Regions from separate parts of the Triticum aestivum genome. Here region 2 is linked to region 1. The links are chromatin contacts, called in public Hi-C maps. All regions are on one chromosome and are shown on one strand. Each heading gives the region's core, a stretch centred on a gene start, on an enhancer-like site or on the middle of the called end of the contact. The rest is flanking DNA. Distances are from core to core; before and after follow the strand shown. Region 1 has its middle 6.2 kb from the start of LOC123089524. Region 2 overlaps LOC123093772 (serine/threonine-protein kinase ATG1a).

What was found. A called contact is a pair of places that touch in the nucleus more often than the background predicts.
Region 2: a contact with region 1 is called in a Hi-C map of leaf, with 2.5 times the contacts expected there. The contact joins two enhancer-like sites. A contact is called at or near these places in 2 of 5 Hi-C or Micro-C datasets (both in leaf).

Annotation. Positions count from the first base shown.
Region 1 is chr4B:639,935,574-639,939,916 of IWGSC CS RefSeq v2.1, reverse strand. No RefSeq gene overlaps it. Among protein-coding and RNA genes, the nearest start is that of LOC123089524, 6.2 kb to the left of the region's middle. Within about 2 kb of position 2,161, at least 4 of the 8 cell types and tissues checked have an H3K27ac peak or open chromatin away from gene starts, as enhancers often do. A contact at or near this core is called in leaf, where this site is marked.
Region 2 is chr4B:640,129,483-640,133,825 of IWGSC CS RefSeq v2.1, reverse strand. LOC123093772 (serine/threonine-protein kinase ATG1a) reads left to right here. Exons shown (of 13, transcript XM_044515825.1): 11 at 222-513; 12 at 590-660; 13 at 1,361-1,874. The coding sequence ends at 1,564. Among protein-coding and RNA genes, the nearest start is that of LOC123093772, 5.7 kb to the left of the region's middle. Within about 2 kb of position 2,540, at least 7 of the 8 cell types and tissues checked have an H3K27ac peak or open chromatin away from gene starts, as enhancers often do. A contact at or near this core is called in leaf, where this site is marked.

The DNA of each region.
Region 1 (4,343 bases), core at 912-3,411:
CTACCAAGGTACGTTTGCTTGGGAAACCAAGTGGAATGAAATGAAATGTTTCTAACCTTGTGTTTGATTGTACATAATTATATGGAATAGAAGGATGTATGCTTGGTTGGAGAATGGGTTGGACCGAATATGGCAAAAGTCCGCTCAATGTCTAGCCTTTCTTCTTGGGGGTAAACTCACACATTTCGAGAGATATTCATATGAAGTACACAGTTATGCAGGTAAATTGTTTCGCGATAATCAAGAAACGTGTGGATAATTTTGATGGGGTAGTCTTATTTGGGCAAGTTTTTTTTGGGGTGGGGAGAAGTCGGCGTTGGTTTTTACTAAGGCTGTTGTCTTTGTGTTATTGATGTCTACAATGCACCATTTTTATTGGCCGCCAAACACAGAGGTTTGTAAAATACCCAAAAAAAAATCTTTCTCAAATGGATGCTCTAAGATTTATCATGACATGGGAGGGGGTAGCATGAAGCCATGAAAGGATTCTCTTTTATAATCCCCGTGAAATATCCTTTGAAATCTTCTAGGGTATATTAGTAGGTTCATCCTCATTATCCTAAATAATAGGATAATCCACAATTAAACATTGAAGTAAATATATATGTTTGAAATGTATTAAGTATGCAGACAACATCGATCTATATTATGGTCCAAGTCATCGCATGTGTTACAAGTGATTCCACTTTGATACCAACAAGTTGTAGAAACTTAGGAACAAGAAGGGAATATTCAAACCCTAGACACCTAAGTCGATGGTAGCTACTGCATCACTATATAGTTTCAACTCTTATTATTAGACAAAATGTAGTTCTTTTTAGGAAACAGAGACAAAACTTTTGCATCATTGCAGTAATAAAAAAAGAATGCTACATGGATTACTTAAGAACAAGGTCAAGGCGAAAATACATAACCCTACTCTCTCAACAAAATAAATTCTAAGGACTTTGCACCGGCCGAGGCCAAATTCGTGTCTCGCATTTGGTCTTACTAACAAGTATGGATGACACTGCCAATGTGTTCTTAAGAGCTTCACCTTCTGCTTGTTCCATATCTCCCAACCCACTAGCATGGCAAGGAAAAGGATAGCCCTGCAACGCCCGTCCCTCTGCGAGGAAAGTGGTAGCTACCATCGGCGGAGCCACGTTATGAGCTGCAGGGGCCACGGCCCCCAGCCTTAGCTAAAAACAGGAAGAATTTTTTGAAGGGGTGTTTATATTTGAAAAAATATAGCCTTTGCCCCCCCCCCCAAACATCCATTGTTTGTGCTTGGCCCCTCCTAAATATCCTGCCTAGCTCCGCCACTAACCGCTACCAATCTTTAAACGTGCGAAGTTGACCCCAAGCAGCGATGTTTAAATCGACCAAACTACACGAAGTTTGGATTGAAGTCCAAATCTACGTGCAAGACCGACTCCGGCATTCGCTTGCAAAGCGGGCAAATGACACAATTTCGATGGATCACAGAGAGCCGTCCAACTTTTGTTTTGAAAGACTAACCACACAAAAGATCTGCACCTCGCGGTGCATAGATTTTCCATATCGGAGGCGGCTAATCCATCAAATCCATTGAAAATTTCAACCGATAACTGAGATTATTTTTCAACAATCACGGATCTTCATGTGTGTTCTCACGGCCTCTGTGGTGTAAGCTTGATCGACGGTCGTTTGTGGCGAAGTCGGAGTCGCTTGTTCGGAGAGAAGTGATAATGATGGTGCTTGCGATGTATCTTGTGTGTGTGCCTGCCGGTTTTTCGATAATAGGCCGGACAACTTTCTTATTTTTCATTAATTCATTGTGCCTGAGTTTCATGAAAAAAAAGAGATGGCAAAATCATCTGGTGGCCAGATCCGTGCCCCCGGCATCCAAAGAAAGAAACGTGGAGTGCACGGCGCGCCACGGTCCGTTGCCATTCCGCCCGGCGGCGGACAGCATCCGCACTTCTTTTCTGGCCCCGTCTCTCCATGTGTTTCTTCCGTGCATGCATGTACCAAAAAGTCTTCGCCTTTCCGTTCCCGTGCACCCGCGCTCTCCGGCTCCGGCACGCCCCTCCGCCCTGCTGTGCAGACCCCATCCGGGCACGCTGAGCCTGTGCTTGTACAGTTGTACTTTTGCTTGTTCGCCCGGTCGGTACGCATGCTTGTAGCCAAGGTTAACGTCGCATATCGCGCTCCACGGGGGCCTACGCACCGTTCACTTCATTCACGTACGACGAGCATAGATGAAGACGTAGTCGTTCGATGTTGACGCTCGCTCCAGAGCAGATGTGTTGACTCCTGGACGGCGACGGTATCGGTGGAGGTTGTGTCACGAGGTCGAGTGCTAAATCGGGGAGCCGAGCCAAGAGGGATTTAATTCGTGTGTGGCAAATTTCGTGATTCTTCCGTACCCACGTCCGTACACACACTCGATCGCACCGGGCCTATGGCCTCTTTTGTGTGTGTGTGTGTGTGTGTGTGTGTGTGTGTGTGTGTGTGTGTGTGTTTTGATGATCAACTGCTCGTGTACATACATAAAACATATAGACCAAACGCAATGATGAATAGGCAAAAAGACGAGTAAAATAGCACCATCTTGATGTGCTGTGACGTTGTGTGAAAGGTAGTCACAATCGTGATTCTAAGTGGAATCGGAGCTCCAGTGATAGAATTGTAAATCATAAAATCTTAACTACCCTAATAGTAGAATCAGATAGTTAGTTTGAACTTTAAGTCATACTACAATTGTATAACAGAATCGTGATTGCGACAACTTTAATTGTGCGCATATGTATATGGAGGAGTACTAGCTAGGAAGTACGTATAACGTATTGGTAGGATGATACAAGCTCCATCATGCGTGCTGTAGTTTACCGGCTGGCGTACATATATATAGAAGCTAAAAAGATCTTAGGTGGACGGTGGACGTACAAGTAGGGTATCCACTGGGCAGTATATGTAGCTATCGATCGATCGGATCGGGCCTCCTCAGATAATACGAAGCAAGTGGTCCGATCCATCCGTGGATGATGTCCATCCATCATGCGTCCGTTGTATGTATGTGCGATCGCCCACATGCTGTGCCGTGTATATGGACCGCGCAGATGCTACGTACTTTGGCAGCATTTGAAAGCTAGTACAGAGAGTACATTCTGTACCTACGTATACGAGTGTGGAGATCGATAGTCCATATCACTCATTTAATTAAAGCGTACATGTATACATTGGTGCGAGGAGGAGGGCGGGGAAATATAGGGTGTACTGGCCTTGTGGTGAACCCGGTGCACCGAACTCCTGTAGCATATTTTAAAATGCCATTGACAATTCTAAGATAATAGAACATTCACACCACACAAATATATGTTATCACAAAATATTTAAATCAAAATTTAAAACATAGCTCGGAAAGTAAAAATGGTAAATTTAACACTGAATAGCACATAACATAAATCAGACTTTAGATTTGCTCATTATCACATTGAAGTGAAAATTTTCATTTTTGTATCTCGGGCAATGTTTTAAATTTTGATATGGAATGATAACATACATTGGTGTTGTGTTGATGTGCAAAATTTTCTTTGTTTTTCCAAAACATTTAAAAATGTGCCACGGCATTAGGTGCACCAGTAGCACCGCAAGGGTGAGTGCACCGGATACATTCCCGGGGGAGGGCACCATTCCGGTTTTTGCTACTGTAGCATAATGCTAGGCTAAGAGCAACTCTAGCTGAGTCGCCAAATCGGTCCGATCGCCAAAATTATGAAGATTTTGGCCAAAAAATGCACTCTAGCACAATCATCACGTGCCTCCAGACACTAGCGCAGAATTTCCTAAATAGATTGATCCAGACACTATCACTAGCGCAGAATCGCCAGTCCGTGGTCACGGATGCGGGAGGACGCCATTCAACCGTAGCCACATACATTTCAATCCGCATTTGAACTAACTGGACGAAATTCATGCAAAGCGGCCAATATTCATCAAAATTTGGATAGAAAATACCATTTTTTGCAATGAAATTACCATCATGCAACTCGTGGACTAGTGGCACGTATCCACTATAATTTTGGCTGTTTTGATAACGTAGAAGTCTCAACATCATTTATAAATGAGATAAGAGATCCTTTCTCCTCACAGGTTAGCTCGGAGCCCTAACTATAATACGTCTTGTCTACATCGTTCCGAGTATTTCTTCGAGAAAAGAAATAAGTTGTCAATTATAAATAAACAAATTTAGTAGGGATGACCATCAACTATTTTAAATAAACAATATTACTTAACAAATTGGTTTGACAAACTCACATAGAGGTGAACTGGAAGCATATCCACATCCACCCAAATGTCGATATTATCTTCAATATCAT
Region 2 (4,343 bases), core at 1,291-3,790, 190 kb before region 1:
AGGATATTTAGTGTTAGTACAACTGGTTTGCCTCTAATTGGACCACCATGCTTTCTCTACTCTGTATATCCCTTGTAGGCATGTTTTCATTTTGTCTAGACTTACAGCGTTTCGATATCTTTTTGATGATCTTCGCTATGATATTTATTTGATAATTTGGAAACAGTAATCCCAAATTCATCTCAACCTCACTTATGTTTGCTTTTCTGTGGTATACACAGCTTTTTAAAGGGCTGGACCTGGAGGCACTATCACTTGAACTTGTGATACTTGCTATCTGGAAAGAGGCGCTTAATGCATGTAGCTTATTGCCGGATGCTTTAGATGATGGAAGTTTTTCGACATTTGCACACGAGAATTACTTTCCTAAGAGTGATCAGCGTCTATCCCCGAATGTAGCGCAAGGATTGGATTTCACTAGGCCGGCTTCTGTTCGTTACTGGGTTGAAAGTGGGTTCATCAAGGCATATGACCGTGCTGAGAAGATATCACATAGGTTGCGGGAGAACAATGGTTAGAACATCCATCCACTCATCTTCTTGTACAAGTATACTATTTCGCTCTTATCGTAACCTTTTTCTGTTTCTAGATAACACTGAGATGCCAGACGCAATGGAGATCATATTCCAAACTGCTTTAGTATATGGGAAAACTGGTGCTGTAAGTATCACTATCTAAGTCCTGTAGATGGCTGATTTAGATTTGATTTCTTTATGCATGGCATGGATGTTACACCTGATTTCATTCACATTCACATGCATAATTCAGTTAATGTTCACCAGGAAATTGTTCAAATGAAGTAATACACCGATGCTCAGGATTAATCACTGGTTGTCCAGGCAGTTGGTTCTCTTGTTATAAGCCTATTAGTAGAAAACTACTGTACAAAACAAGGTCGAGAACGGAGTATTTTTGTATTTAAAAAAGAAAGCAAGGAAAGATTTATGTATGAACAATGATACAAGCAGAAGTGATCATGCGTGGCAGTCCGGGCTATCTACCTTTTTTTTCTGAGAAAACCCTACTATATAGTTTTATGAAATGTGGAATAGGCTCTCCTTCACACAGTTCTTGGATGCCATTTACTGAAACACTTGCCTCTAGGACATGATATTGTGGTCACTCACTGAAACACATGGTCGCCACTAAATAATGGTGTGTTGAAGAGTATTTCATGGAGTGTACTTGGATATGATTTGCTGAAACACTGCTTTAGTATATGGAAGTCGGAGCATTAGTCCTTCCCTCCAATTCTTTTGACTTTACCTACTTTACCAATAAACTCTTGATCTGTTGTTAATTATTCACGTATTGATTATAGTTGATGCTTTCTTTTGACTTTACCTACATTATTTTGCAGACAAAGGAACTTTTGGGATGCCAAAACAAATCAATGGCGCTATACTCAAAAGCAATCATCCTACTCACATTTATATTGCAGGAAGCAACCGCGTTGCCACTGAATCCACTCTTCTCGCTTTCACCATTCAACCAGCAGCGTATCCGGAGTCATCTGTGCAGTGCTCAGTTGAGCGGGCAACAGCAGAGGTCCATCAAGAACTAACTTTTCTCATGGGAATCGTCATTTCGCGAGAATGATGAGATTATTTTGCATGGAAGTCGGAGCATTAGTCCTTCCCTCCAACCTTTTTGCCCAGGAGGTGTCAAATGCACTGAAGAACTTTCGCTGCCCTGAAATTATGTTGTTATATTTGCAGAACACATTGGTCCACGTGCTCTTTCTTTGTATATATACGGTTCTAGGCTGTACAGTTATTTTCCGTCACGTTGAAAGGACCTTTCGGATTTGTATATAAATGTAACATGTGGAACTTGTAGATTGAAAATGGATTCCAAATCCTGCCTTTCTGCTAGCTGAGTACTTTTTTTTTCTGCCCTCCTGCTAGCTGAGTACTTTCTTTTTCTGCCCTTCTGCTAGCTGAGTATGTGACATGGGTGAATTTTGTTGTTACTGTGATGTGTGAAAAAACATTTGTGAAAATGGGAGCTGTTATTTCTTCGCCTCTTGGCAGTGTATTGCACGTAATTCTTCACAGTATCTTCTTTTGGATCACGACACTTTAGCTTACTTTAGCTAACGTGTGTGTTGTGCCAGAGAAAAAGAAACATTTTAAGTTCCAAATCTGAAGGTATGTGATCTTATTTTCTTATTTGAATTATAAAAGGTGTTGTTGATGGGTTCTGAATTTGGATTGGATTCGTTATAATCTTTTCATCAGTTAACAAAGGGAATGGAAAACCGTAGCCTGAACGTCAGCAAGCATGTCAATGACTGACAAGCAGACGAATGGTGCTGGAGCGTGACACAATATATAGGAGGGGGCGAGGGGCGACGTTTAAAATGCGAAGCAAAGATAATCAAGCACAAATAAATACACGGTCTTTCAGACTTTATTGGTAGTTGGGCCTAGCTTGCTAGTGCATTGCCTGCAAACAAAGTAGCAAGGAGAGAGTTGATGACAGCTGCTATCTGGCCCAGATAAACAATTTGGATGGAATGGATCAAATGGATTATTTTTTGCACTTTTGATAGACCGGGCCATGGTCCAGTATGGTCCCCAAGAGGATCCGCCAGTGGTGCTGCACAGTCCATTCGGCTACTGGATAGAAGTGGTGATAATTAAAAAAAAAAAAACAAAAAACCTAGATGAATGTGATGTGCCCGTTCTGTTTGACATGCATAGAAGTAGTTTTATCTGCTATAGTACACTGTTGACAATAACGAGCGAGCGAGCCAGTTTAACCTGTTATTACTACCACGGAACTTGAGAGCTCTACGTACCGATCGCACTGCATATCTTCAATGAAAGCACGCGAGCAGCATTTGCTACCGCGGTAGCACAATTATCATGGGCTTGTGGATCGTCCAGAACATTTCCTGGGGATGAAAATCACGCCGCTTCAGAACCAAGTCGCCCATAAAATCAAAATTGGACTGAAATCTCGAGAAACAAGGAGATGGTACTCGATCCGCTGACAGCCAGTGAAGTTGCCGGCAGTCCCTAAGATCTACTCCCTCCGCTCCGAATTACTTGTCGCACGTATGGATGTATCTAGATGTATTTTAGTTCTAGATACATCCATTTCAGCGACGAGTAATTGGAAACAGAGGGAGTACGTATATATCGTTGTACCGTGTAGCCAGATTTCTGAACGTGTGGTAGATAGACACAGACCCAGGGAGAGGGGTAGGGATAGGAGGGAGCCATGCATGTGGCTTAAAACAGAGAAATCTGGCATCCAGCGCTTGGGCCGTAGTGGAGGGAGCGGCCGTTTGCCTGGACCGGCCAGGGCCCAATCTACTGATGAATGGATGACGATCGCGTTTTGGCGCGAGAATGAATACGAAAACCGCCATGGATGGATCGGGTTAGGCAAGCTCAGGCTGGCACTCAGTGGAGTGGTACCGCATTCTCCCGGCGTCGGGTGAAAAAGATGAGGCTAAGCCTTTTCTCCCGTGCACCCATCTAGTTGGAACGAAGGCCCCGTCCCCGTGGGCTAATTGGTTTTAGCCCTCGCGTTCATCCCGCGGCCGTACGGAGTACATGCAGATTGCAGAGGGAAAGGCGTCCCCTCTTGATTCTCTTTGTGTTTTAGCCGCAGGCGCTATGTGCGGGCTGTGGTGTGGGGTCGCACGACGAGGTGAGAGGACGTGACGAACGGGAGGAGATCCTTGGCGGCACGTACGGTCCGCATGGGCCAGGACAACAGGAGGGGGGATTTCACCGGCCCGACCAGCACAACTAAAAATCGGGCAGGCGTTAGGGCACCCCTTATATTCAGTTCAAATCTGGGGCTTATATGAGACGGTCCGAACGCGTCCGTCACATCGGACAGATGATAGGGTCCCGCAGAAAATCACCCAGAAACCTAACGGTCTGACGGACGTCTCCGTCGGCAAGGATACGAACGCCGTGTGGCGCCGCTCTGGCTCGCCGTCTGAGGGCCAAAGTCCGGCTATTTAACCCGGACGGGGTCCATAGCCCTAGCCGCATCTGCTTTCTCCCTTTCCACGCCGCCAGCTCGAGCCCTTCCACTTCTCTCCATCTCCGCCTCACTATTTCCTAGTTGTCCGCCTCCGCCATGGCCCGACAGAAGAAGACCATGTACGGTATGCTAATGTCGGAGCAGCGCTTCCAGATGCTGGAGGAGATCCGAACGAGACGTGTCGCTCCGACCGCAGCCGGCCTGCCTCCGGACTCGACGGAGCCGGAGGAGAAGGAGGAGGAAGAGGAGGGGGAGCAACGGCCAGTGCCCATGGAGGTGGCGGATTCGGAGGATGCGACACAACATGGAGGAACCGACACCGGTTGCGGGCTGCG